Regions from separate parts of the Ovis aries genome. Here region 2 is linked to region 1. Evidence: chromatin contacts called from public Hi-C data. All regions are on one chromosome and are shown on one strand. The core of a region is the stretch at or near the end of the contact, and the rest is flanking DNA. Distances in the headings are between cores, read along the strand shown.

Evidence for each region. Hi-C and Micro-C count contacts between places; a contact is called where the count stands out from the background.
Region 2: a Hi-C map of hypothalamus shows a contact between it and region 1, with 4 times the contacts expected there. The contact joins the enhancer-like site here to the promoter of NFASC in region 1. A contact is called at or near these places in 2 of 16 Hi-C or Micro-C datasets (hypothalamus and tail adipose tissue).

The regions. Positions count from the first base shown.
Region 1 is chr12:2,448,042-2,454,141 of ARS-UI_Ramb_v3.0, forward strand. NFASC (neurofascin) reads left to right here and starts at 2,689. Exons shown (of 26, transcript XM_060396009.1): 1 at 2,689-2,815. The coding sequence starts at 2,709.
Region 2 is chr12:2,573,669-2,579,768 of ARS-UI_Ramb_v3.0, forward strand. NFASC (neurofascin) reads left to right here. Exons shown (of 26, transcript XM_060396009.1): 3 at 5,151-5,328. Among named protein-coding and RNA genes, the nearest start is that of TRNAC-GCA, 9.2 kb to the right of the region's middle. Within about 2 kb of position 2,178, at least 9 of the 54 cell types and tissues checked have an H3K27ac peak or open chromatin away from gene starts, as enhancers often do. A contact at or near this core is called in hypothalamus, where this site is marked.

The DNA.
Region 1 (6,100 bases), core at 1,439-3,938:
GACAGTGATGGCTTCTAGAGAGTGGAAAGCATGAGAGAAACATATTTTGTAAGAAATCTTATAGAATGATTTGGCTCTAATTCATACTTGTAATTCTATACTTGTATAGATTTAATAATATTTTTCAAAAGAAATAAAGGAAATTGCCCACATTCACCCACATCCGATGTGGTGGAGGTGGGATCTGAGTCCCAGCAGGCGTCTCTGGCTGGTGTCATCACCACAGGCAATACCACCTAAAAAGTATCTCCATCTCATCACTGTAAAGAGCCAGCAAATGATCTAAACAGGAAACCCAGCAGCTGACATACAGCAGATGCTTAGAAAAGGGAAATTATTTCTTTATTCTATGGAGACAGCCACAGCTGGACACGTCCAGTGAGAGAGTAAGGGGGTCCTGCCCTGAGTCCAGGCCTAAGGGCCCTGGTGCTTTGAAGCACCTTTCTCTAATTTTTCTAAGTTTCTCCTTAGTGCTTGGGACCAACTGGGGCCAGTAATGCTTCTGGATGGGGCTCCCCAGTGTCCAGATTCTCCCCTTCAGAGAAATTTATAGCATTCTACCTCACCTGCCAGTGGGGCTGACCAGACCCCCCAAGAGGCTCCTGGATGCTGCAGGGTCATCCCAGGGCCTTGTGGTTAGGCCCCACTCCAGGAGCATGCACTGTTCTGTTCATAGGATTGTGTGAGAGTGGGCTGCCAGAATGATGCTGAGACTAGATGTTGAATGAAGTCAAATTGTTTGTAGAGATAAGGGACCCTGCAAAAACTTTTCCCCAGGGTTCCTTACACCTAGAGGCAGCCATGCTTTCAGGTCCTGTCATATCAACACCTTCCTTTCCCATCGTATAGACTTTGCCTAATAGCTGTAATTGTAAGTCTCAAAGCACCTAACTTTGTTGGGTATTTGGATGATTCCTCTATTACTGGCCATCATTCATTCCTTGATCAAGTATTGATTGAGCACCTACTGTGTGCTACAGCTGGGAACAGCTTGCGGAGCAAGACGCATTCCTGCTCTTCCGGAGCCCACAGGCTGGAGAGGGGACAGAGAGGCTGGGGTGCAGCTCAGCAATCGTGGTGCTAGGGCAGAGGCTGTGTGAGCACAGGGAAGGGGGCTGAGTGTGCTTTTTTTTTTTCCTTGGCTTCTTTGACTGCCACATGGTACATGGGGTCTTAGTTTCCAAATCACAGACTCCTGCATTGGAAGCAGGGAGTCTTAACCACTGGACCACCAGGGAAATTCCCTGAACATGACTTTAAATGGGACCTCAGAGGGGACTGCCAAGGGAACTGTGGTTTGGGATGACGGATAGACTAGAAACTTCTTCCAAGTGCTCTTCCCGCCTAAGGTTATGTGATGCCCCAATCCAGATCTCTCCATGGTCTCAGGTGACAATGAGCTCGTGTCTCACTCAGCCTGCACTGGGCCTCACAGTTCCTAGTTCTGAGTTCAGTCCAGTTCAGTCGCTCAGTCCTGTCCGACTCTTTGCGACCCCATGAATAGCAGCATGCCAGGCCTCCATGTCCATCACCAACTCCCGGAGTTCACTCAAACTCATGTCCATCGAGTCGGTGATGCCATCCAGCCATCTCATCCTCTGTCATCCCCTTCTTCTCCTGCCCCCAATCCCTCCCAGCATCAAAGTCTTTTCCAATGAGTCAACTCCTCGCATGAGGTGGCCAAAGTCAGCTTTAGCATCATTCCTTCCAAAGAAATCCCAGGGCTGATCTCCTTCAGAATGGACTGGTTGGATCCCCTTGCAGCCCAAGAGACTCTCAAGAGTCTTCTCCAACACCACAGTTCAAAAGCATCAATTCTTCGGCGCTCAGCTTTCTTCACAGTCCAACTCTCACATCCATACATGACCACAGGAAAAACCATAGCCTTGACTCCTAGTTCTGAAGGGGTCATCTAATCAACTCTTCGTCGTCCAGTTGAGAAAACAGGCCCACAGAAAAGTATCTCACCACGTCAGAGAGTCAGAGTCAGAAGGAGACTTTGGATGTCTGGCCTCCCAGTCCTGGGCTTCCTCCCCCTTAACTCAAGTCTGGGCAGGGCCTGAGCCCATTTAAATGAAATTTCCCGCTTTTAAAAGACCACTCCACCATCAGCAGGTGTCACAGCATTGCTCACGTCTCCAGTTCGGGATTCAGCAGCTCTCCAGGAAAGAAAAGCTCCTGAGAGTCTACCAGAAGTCTCCCTGGGAACAAGCCCCCCAAGGAGTCCCAGTCTGATGGTGGAGGGGCGTGCACAGGACAAACGCGATAGTCCCGGATAGCCCGCCAGCGTGTTCCCTCCTGCAGGTCTGGCTCGGCGAACGGAAACCGGAGCGGATCACTACCGTCCCCAACCCCGGTGCGCAGAGGCCGGGGGTCCGTGCGAAGAGAAAGGCGGCGCGGGCGGGGCCCGCAAGCCTCTAGCCCGCGCCGCGCCAGGCCCTGCTGGGTCCCGGCCCGCGCGCTCCCGCGTCCGGCCCTCCCTCCCCTCCCCCTCCCCCCCCCCCCCCCCCCCCCCCCCCCCCCCCCTCCCCCCCCCTCCCCTCCCCTCCCCTCCCCTCCCCTCCCCCTCCCCTCCCCCTCCCCCGCCGCTCCCCTCCTCTCCCTTCCCCCTCCCCCGTCCCGGCGCGCGCGGGGAGGCGCGGGCGCGCGCACGCAGGCGATCGGGGGCGCGCGGCCGCCGGGGCGCGCACGGGCCGCGCTCTGCCCTAATGCGGCGGCGGGCGGCGAGCGGCGCTGCGGGGGACGACAGGCAAGCGGCGGCGCGGGCGGCGGACAGCGCCGGCTGCACCCGGGGCCGGAGCCCCAGCCCTTGCAGGTAGGCACGCGCGGAAGCCGGAGACGAGCTGCGGGTGGAACCGGGTCGTGGAGGCCCGTCCAGCGCCGTCCCCTTGCTCCCGCCCTTCTCTGCCTGTCTCCATCTCTCAACCAAGCCCATCCCCTCCTTCCACGCCGCGACCTCTCCCTCCGCGTCGTCACCTGCCCGAGCCCCGAGTCTGCACCGGGACCCTGCCCGACCCGGCTCCCCGCCCCAGCCCCCCGCACGCCTTTGCTCCTTGGCCGCCTCCCCTCCCCCTCCCTCCCCTCCGTCTCTTCGCCTGTCCTTCCGTCCCCGCCGCACCCCGAGCTCTCCCCTGACCTGTTTACCACCGCACCCCACTTTGTGCGACCCCGTCCCTTCTGTTTTCCCTTCCCCGCACCCCCGCCTCCCTCCTGCCCTTACTGCTCCGGCCCCCGATTCATGCCCCCGTCCCTCCGTGTGCGTCTCTCTATCAGCTCCCTCGCAGTTTCTGTCCCCACCGCGTCCCTTCTGCACACCGGGGCCCAGCCCCTTCCCAGCTGCCTCCTGGTGTCCGCCTCCACCTTCTCCAGAAGGCCGTCTTCTCCCCCTTGGCTGTTACCTGGCGAGCCCCCCATCACTTTCCCCACCTGCCCTTCCTGGTGCTGTTTGTAGCCACACAGACTTGTCCCAAGCCCCCTCACCTGCCCCTGGGCCCTCCTCCTCTGCTTGGGGAGGCCTAGGACTCTGAAGGCCCTGTGTGCTCACTGTGGCAGAATCCACTTATACCCCTTTCTGCGTGTTTGATCCTATTCATGGCTCCGCGGTGGGGAAGGGCAAAGATGCTGCGTGTTATTAGGCCTCTCTTATGTTCCTCTTGAGCCACTGTCTGCCTGTGGCTGTTCAGGTTTGTTTCCTAGAGGGATGGGGGTGGGGGGAGGAGGTGCTAAGCTTAGGAAAACTAGAAAGGAGGAGAAGCAGAATCCAAAGAATGGCTTCACGGCCTCTTCCTGGTCTTGGTCTGAGCCCTGGGATGCAAAGGCCTGGATGAGGAGCCTCTCTGGAGGGCAGGAAGATTTCAGATTTTAGAAAGGATTCTTTCACAGTCTCCAAGTCAGCACTTTGGCATCGAGAGCTGTCATGAGTGTAGCCCATGGGCTGGGCTGAGTGGGCAGAGTGCTGAATCACCTTAGGCTCTGGTCCCCATGGCAGTCCCTCTTGCCCTGAGCTGGGTTCTGTGCCTCATTCCTTACTTGGCATTTGGCAGTGGTGTGTGTGTGTGTTGGGCAGAGATCCCTCCTTCCTCAGCCCAACGGAGTGGATGACGATGTCCCTTTTCTGTCTGTCTGTCTCCCTGGCCTGAGGGCCCGGTGTGTATTATCTACCCTTGGAACTCGGATGAGCCCTTGCTGGGCCCTAATCACGTCTCCAGCAAGGGCAGACCACAGGGCTTGGAGACCCAGGTGGGCAGGAAGCAGATTTTTTGTCTAGAGCTGGAGACCAGCAGATTCACAACCCGTTGAACTTGAACCATAAGTAAGAGAGGCCCAGGGAAAACGTGTAGAGACCCTGGAGACTGGTCACACCGGCTGGTGGAACAGAGGGAAGAGGAGGACAGGAGCCTGCCCCTACCCGCCCCCCCCCCCCCCCCCCCGCCGGTGTGGGGGCGATTGGATTTGGTGGCTTTGCATTGCAGGAAGATTTAAAGAAGATGGGGGTGGGATCTGCTCTGCCTCTAATAATTCTGCTTTTTGTCCTGATAGAACTGGCACTTCGGAGGGAGTAATTTCTTCCTCCCCTGTTTAGATTCAGCTGAAGGTGTGTGTGTGTGTCTGTGTGTGCGCGCGCACAGGCACGTGCGTGTGTATAGAAAGAGAGAGAGCAAAGAGAATGAGAAAGAATAACACAAATGAGGAAAGAGACTGTTACACTTAGCCCAGAAATTGTGTTTGGCACCGCGAACCAGGCAATGGCAGCCCAATTCCTGCCCTCGGGACCTCAGCTAAAAATCCCAAGTCTTAAATTGGAGGTTGAGAGCAAATTGCTGGTGGATCCTGCCCCTTCTCCGCAAGGCTCCCTAACTTTAGAATAGAGTGGACTCCTTCAGCTCATGAGCAGCGTCTCTGAATGGACAGGCACAGGCAGGGTCCAGCAAGGGGCTGGGGGTTCGAGTGTGCTGCTGGGGGACTGGCTGTCCTCTGCTTTGTCAGTCTTCCGCGTTCCTCCCCGCATGAGTGGGGTGGGGTGGTGGCTTCCCCTGGCATCAGCATTCCCAGGGCTCACAGCTTTTCCTGCTCCAGGGAGGAGGTATCACCTGGAGCCATCTTTGAGAGCTGATTGGATTAAGTTACTGATGTTGAAATGCTTGCTTGGGGCTCAGGTTTAGTGGGGGATTCTGATAATTGTGTATATATCTCCTAGTTCTGTGCAGCGCATCTCATCTCTCATCCCTTGTTTGATATCACAGAGGCTATGGCAGGGAGAAATTGAGGCACACAGAATGGAAAGCCAGCTCTCTGTGGGTTGAGACAGGCTGGGCTTATGGGGTCAGGCTGTATCGGTCAGGGGTACGTTGAGGAGGTGGCCGGTGTTTGGGGGTTGGGTTCTTGCTTTGGATATCTGGTGGCAGAGGCACAGAAGATGGTCCTGTTTCTGCAGTGACGGAGAGACAGGATTCCAAGCTTCCTGTTACTTAGTTGTTGCAGTGTGTTCCCTTTCCCTGGTGCCCCTCTTCTCTAAGATCATCCAAGAGCTGGGGTGTGAGGATCATCACTTAGTCTTTAGAAAAAGAGATTCCTAGGAACCTAGAAAGAGAGGGGCAGAGAAGTTCAGTCTTCAGTCTGTTTGGCTTGGGAGAAGAGGAGGGGAAGGAAGTAAGGGGAATTTAAGGCTGGTTACATACTTTCTCATTCAACAAATGCTAGTTAAATCCTACAGTGTGCTAGGTGCTGGGATCATAGAGATGGAAAGTAAAACAGGGTCTCTCAGAGCTGCCAGTGTGATGGGAAAGAGAGACAAGCGATCAGACAAATAGCACAGATAAGCTTGAGTGAGGACATGGGGCCAGGGATGAGGGACGTCTTTCCCTCCAGCGGCATCAGCCCCCTCCACCGCAGCTGGGAAGAGGGCTCGGTTGGTGTTGTCTAAATGGGGCCCAGGGCTGACTTGGAGGTTGAATGTGAGGAAGAAGGTGGTGCAAGATATTAGCAGATCCCTGACTCCGGGAAGAGGTGGTGTTCTGCATGCAGCTGAACCCTGCTCGCTGCTGCCTCAGCCTGATGGGGGAACCCTGGGACGAGACTGAGGCTCCTCAACTCTCCCATT
Region 2 (6,100 bases), core at 928-3,427, 130 kb after region 1:
TTCTCCCACCTATATCCAGCAATTTGTTTATTCATTTATCTCCTGATGGACACTGGGCTGCTTCAACCCCTTGGCTATTGTGAATGATGCTGCTACGAACACGTGTGTACGTGTACTTGCTTGGGGCTTCCCTGGCGGCTCAGTGGTAAAGAATCTGCCTGCAATGCAGGTGCTGCAGGAGATGTGGTATTTGATCCCTGGCTCAGGAAGACCCCCTGGAGGAGGTGATGGCATCCCACTCCAGTATTCTTGCCTGGAGAATCCCATGGACAGAGGAGACTGGAGGGCTCCAGTCCGTGGGGTCACAAAGAGTCGGACACGACTGAGCAACTTAGCATGCAGCATGCGTGTGCTTGTTCATGTCCCTGATTTTAATTCTTTAGGGCATATACTTAAGAGCAGAAATATGGGGTCATATGGTAACTTCTATGCAGAGTACATCATGAGAAACGCTGGGCTGGATGAAACACAAGCTGGAATCAAGATTGCCGGGAGAAATATCAATAACCTCAGATATGCAGATGACACCACCCTTATGGCAGAAAGTTAAGAGGAGCTAAAAAGCCTCTTGATGAAAGTGAAAGAGGAGAGTGAAAAAGTTGACTTAAAGCTCAACATTCAGAAAATGAAGATCATGTCATCTGGTCCCATCACTTCATGGGAAATAGATGGGGAAACAGTGGAAACAGTGTCAGACTTTATTTTTGGGGGCTCCAAAATCACTGCAGATGGTGACTGCAGCCATGAAATTAAAAGACGCTTATTCCTTTGAAGGAAAGTTATGACCAACCTAGATAGCATATTGAAAAGCAGAGACATTACTTTGCCGACTAAGGTCTGTCTAGTCAAGGCTATGGTTTTCCTGTGGTCATGTATGGATGTGAGAGTTGGACTGTGAAGAAGGCTGAGCGCCGAAGAATTGATGCTTTTGAACTGTGGTGTTGGAGAAGACTCTTGAGAGTTCCTTGGACTGCAAAGAGATTCAACCAGTCCGTTCTGAAGGAGATAGGTTCTGGGTGTTCTTTGGAAGGAATGATGCTAAAGCTGAAGCTCCAGTAGTTTGGCCACCTCATGTGAAGAGCTGACTCATTGGAAAAGACTCTGATGCTGGGAGGGATTGGGGGCAGGAAGAGTAGGGGACGACAGAGGATGAGATGGCTGGATGGCATCACCGACTTGATGGACATTGCTGCTGCTGCTAAGTCGCTTCAGTTGTGTCCGACTCTGATGTACGTTGAGTTTGAGTGAACTCCGGGAGTTGGTGATGGACAGGGAGGCCTGGCGTGCTGCGATTCATGGGGTCGGAAAGAGTTGGACACAACTGAGCGACTGGACTGAGCTGAACTGATGGTAATTTTATGTTTAATTTTTGAGATACTGCCAAACTATACATTTCTTTTTTAAATTGCAGCTTTGCTCGGTAATTGTCATATATATGGAGAGACAGGGAAATCTGATGGAAAAACCCCGGGCTACCAGTCAGGAGACCTGGGTTCTTAGTTTTGCCACAAAGCCATGTGTGAGGTGAAATTGAGGATATCACCTCCCCTTTCTAGGCTCTTGTGTCCTCATCTGAGAAGTAAGGCGATTCCATAAAGCCAAATCTTTAAAGTATCTTCCTCTGTAAAGACTTTATCGGAAAAGCTGGATTCCAAGGGAAGAGGGAGAGAGAATTGTCAAATAGCTAAATGAGATTATTTCTCTGTTCTTTTCCTACTGTGTTGTTTAAATTGTGGGTTAAAGACACTGCAAATAATTGGCCTCTCTTCCTGCCAGTGTGTATCTAGTTAATGAATAGCTTCTGGCTTCCGGTTTCCATCAAGATTCCCAGAAAAAGATACCCTTCTCTTTCCCATCACTTCCTCCCACTTGGCGGCTCCTGAACAAAACGTGGTGCTCTCAGAGCCAAAACTGGAGTCATCCCCACTGTCCTCCTGGGAGGAGTGCCGAGCCTCTGCCTGGCCCCTCAGCACCAAGGTTTCAGATGGACAGCCTGAGTCTCGTCTTTGGAGGTGAGGAACCACAGAGGGGCAATCGCAGCCTCTTTCTGAGACACTGTAAGGGTCATCTTAGAGAAGAGGAAGAAACAGCAACCTCCTGCGAGGCCTTCCAGCCAAGTCTCCCGTCTGGAGCTGTTCTGCCTTAACTCACTCCCAGCTGAATGGTTCCCAGCCGGAGAGCAGCACCTGTGTAGGGAGGGGATTTTCCCCCACGGACTAAACGCCCTCACCGTTCCGGGTCCAAAGCCTGTGCTCTCCTGCGCCGCCTGGTGGTTTCATGGGGAAACACGCGGTCTAAAACATGGGAACCAAGTGGTTTGTTTTGCTCAGGCATTCCTCTGCGCATTTTGCATCCATCTCTCACATGGTTCTGAGCGCCTGCTGTGTTTTAGGCATTATGCTATACCCTAGGAATAAACAAGAAGAGGTACCTTCCCTACAGTGCCTTCCTCTTTACAGGGTGTACAGAGGGGTGACTTTGGGAATGAATTCATAGTGACAAGTGCTGTAATAGGGGAGTGGTGTCCAGGAGCACAGACAAGGGGGCATGTCAGTCGTACCTGGCACACCCTAATGAGAGCGGGCAGACGCAGAAAGGCTTCTAGACAGAAGTCAGTCTGTGCAGAAGTCAGCACAGTAGAGCTTTAGAATCTACCCATGTGGGCTGGGATTCAGAATGCACGGGGAGGGTAAGAAATGGTCTTGCAGTTGGGGCTGCATCACACAGGGCTTCCAGGCAAGTCACGGACTTCAGCTTCAATTCTGGGGCAGCAGTGAGGTAGTGAGGTTGACTAGGGGATACCGATCTATATTTGCATTTGCACTAAGATCACGGCATCCGGTCCCGTCACTTCATAGCAAGTAGATGGGGAAACAGTGGAAACAGTGTCAGACTTTATTTTCTTGGGCCCCAAAATCACTGCAGATGGTGACTGCAGCCATGAACTTAAAAGACGCTTGCTCCTTGGAAGAAAAGCCATGACAAACTTAGACAGCATATTAAAAAGCAGAGACATTACTTTGCCAACAAAAGGTCCGTCTAGTCAAAGCTATGGTTTTTCGTGTGGTCATGTATGGATGTGAGAGTTGAACTATGAAGAAAGCTGAGCGCTGAAGAATTGATGCTTTTGAACTGTGGTGTTGGAGAAGATTCTTGAGAGTCCCATGGACTGCAAGGAGATCCAACCAGTCCATCCTAAGGGAGATCAGTCCTGCATATTCATTGGAAGGACTGATGCTGAAGCTGAAGTTACAATACTTTGGCCACCTGACGTGAGGAACTGACTCACTGGAAAAGACCCTGATGCTGGGAAAGACTGAAGGCGGGGGGGGGAAAGGGGACGACAGAGTTGGATGGCATCACCAACTCAATGGACATGAGTTTGAGTAAACTCCAGGAGTTGGTGATGGACAGGGAGGCCTGGCGTGCTGCAGTCCATGGGGTCGCAAAGAGTCGGACATAACTGAGCTGAACTGAACTGAACTGATTTCCTCTGAGGAGTAAGTGCTCTGGTTATGGATGGAGAATGAGTCAGAGGGGAAAGGGCAGAAGTGGGGAGAGACCACTCAGGAAGCTGTTGCAGTAACTGATGTAAACAGTGATAGCAACACCAAGGAAGAAGCAGTGGGAAGGGAGACAGCAGACAAGGAAAGGGGTCCAGAAACACACATGAGGTGAGGGGCTGGCATCAGGCCCAGCTTCCGTTGGTTTGCCCACATTCAGGCACAAGGGATCCCCTATACCCTCAGTCAGGATATATGGGAGCTGGCAGGAGTGTACGGGTGATAGCAAGGCTTCACATTGCTGCCAAATTGTTTTAAGCAGTGTGTCCATTTGCTAGGTGGCTACTCATCCAGAAAAGCCAGAGGAATCGTGGGGAAACTGCTTCCTGCTGTCCTCTGTGGTTTGTTTGGCCCCGTGATAGTCAGAGCAGCAAACTGGACCACTTTTTAAGATTCCGTGTTTCAGAGCCTCAGGCAGTTTAAAGGTTGGTATCTGAGTCTCGGCTGTGAGCCATTCTTGCTCCTCTGTCTCAGGACCAGGCGGTGGGATTTGTCTCTCCAGGACCACCGCAGGCTCCTTGGACAGGCATGTTTAGCCCTTACCCCGTCAGCCCTGGAATGATGTCTTGTGCTTGAGGGTGTGAGCATCATGCTGTCATGAATCTTGCTCATCCTCCCAACCCTCTGGAGCCTTCTGTCCGGAGCTGTCATGTCCGCACTGCCATTATCCCTAAAGGGACAGCGTCAGCGACCACTGCCAAATCGTTAGCTGCACAAAGTATCTGCAGAAATCATTCATTTACAAACTCCTGTGGGCCACCAAGTTTCCACTTACCCAACTTCTGCCCCGCACCGCTGCCTCCTTCGCTCCCCCCAACTCCAGGTCAAAGGACACATGAGGTGAGGGGCTGGCGTTGGGATCTTGTCTCCATGCTGCTGACCCAGACACACTCAGCCTCAGGCCCCCTCATCACATGTGGGTCAGAAAGGCTGTGAGATAGGTGTGTTTCCTACAGGTTCAGTGCATGGGGTTTCCCTGGTGGCTCCGACGGTAAAGAATCTGTCTGTAATGCAGGTGACCTGAGTTCAGTCCTGGGTCGGGAAGACCCCCTGGAGGAGGGCATGGCAACCCACTCCAGTATTCTTGCCTGGGGAATTCCATGGATGGGGGACCCTGGCGGGCTACAGTCCATGGGGTTGCAAAGAGTCGGACACGACCGAGCAACTAACAGTGCGTGGCGCCTTCCAGGTGCTGGGCCTGCAAGCCAGTATTTGTTTTTACAACTATTCTATGTAGAGTTGTCCTTCCTTCTGGAAAACTGGTTCTCAACTAGGGGTGGTTTGCCCTCCCTCCAGGGGACAGTTGGCGATTCTGGAGACGTCTTCAGTTGAGGGCAGGAGTAGGGCATCCTGGCATCTAGTGGGCAGAGACCAGGGGTGCTGCTCAGCACCCTACAATACCCAAGACGGTCCCCACACAAAGAATTGTCAGGTCCCAAAAGTCGATAGTGCAAGGTTAAAAAAAACTCTGTGTTAGAATGTAGGTCTGTAATCAAGGGGTCCCTGAATCCTCAAGGCTCCGTAGGATTTCTAGAGCGGACCAGGAGTTCAGGGAACACTCACTTGGCATCATATTTCTTTCCGCAGCTGAACTCCGTCCGGGAGGCTCAGTTCCAGCGACTGGAGGCAGAGAGACCTCGCAGGCCAGGGTGCGGGGTGCGAGGCCCGGTGCTCAGGATGGCCGGGCAGCCGCCGCCCTGGGCCTACACAGCCATCCTCCTCTGCGCACTCAGCCTCGGCAGGGCCATCGAGATTCCCATGGACCGTGAGTCTCCTGTCCGCTTGGAATCTGCTGACGGGGGCAGAGGAGTCGGGGGGCGGGGAGGGGCAGGGAGAGTGAGGACCCTTCAGAGAAGGCAGGGACAGCAGAAGCAGTGGCTTCTGGATTCAGAGCGGATTTTCCTCCAGAGGATCAACCCGGGCGAGCTCATGCTTGGGAACCTGGGACCTGGAGCCGCTGGGCCATCTCTCAGGGCCGCGGCTGTGCTGAATCACAGCCCGGAGCCTGCTGAGAGTCTGGAAGCCCGAGCGTCACTCGGGAGTCCTTCCCTTCACACCCCTCCCTCATCCCTCTGTGGTCTTGATTAACCTATCAGAGCGGAGATTCCAGGGGCCGAGCATGGTGGACGGCTCTGATTTGCCTTTCTCATATAGCCAGGTCCTCTTGGCTGAAGTGGTGAGGACAGATGGCCTGGGGAGAGTGGTAAAGGAGGTGACTTTTGCAAAAGACTGTGACTAAGTGAGACATTAAAATAAAGAACCCCATTATAGTGTCATTGTGGGAGAGCCAGGCACGAATTCCTTCTGTTTGTGTTCAGCTTTCCCATGGTAAAGTTGAAAAGTAAAATCCATGCGATCTGCTTCCTATGGTGGGACGTTATTGGGCCCTCAAGATCACAAAGTCAAGATGAAAACGCTGGTCTGACAGCCGTGTCTCTACCAGCCGTATCTGACGTTATGTCTGTAAGCGGCCCGCTGACTGGCAGCCGCGCTCCTTGGCCCTGTGTTTAGATGGGTGCCGCCTCTGCTGCAATTCT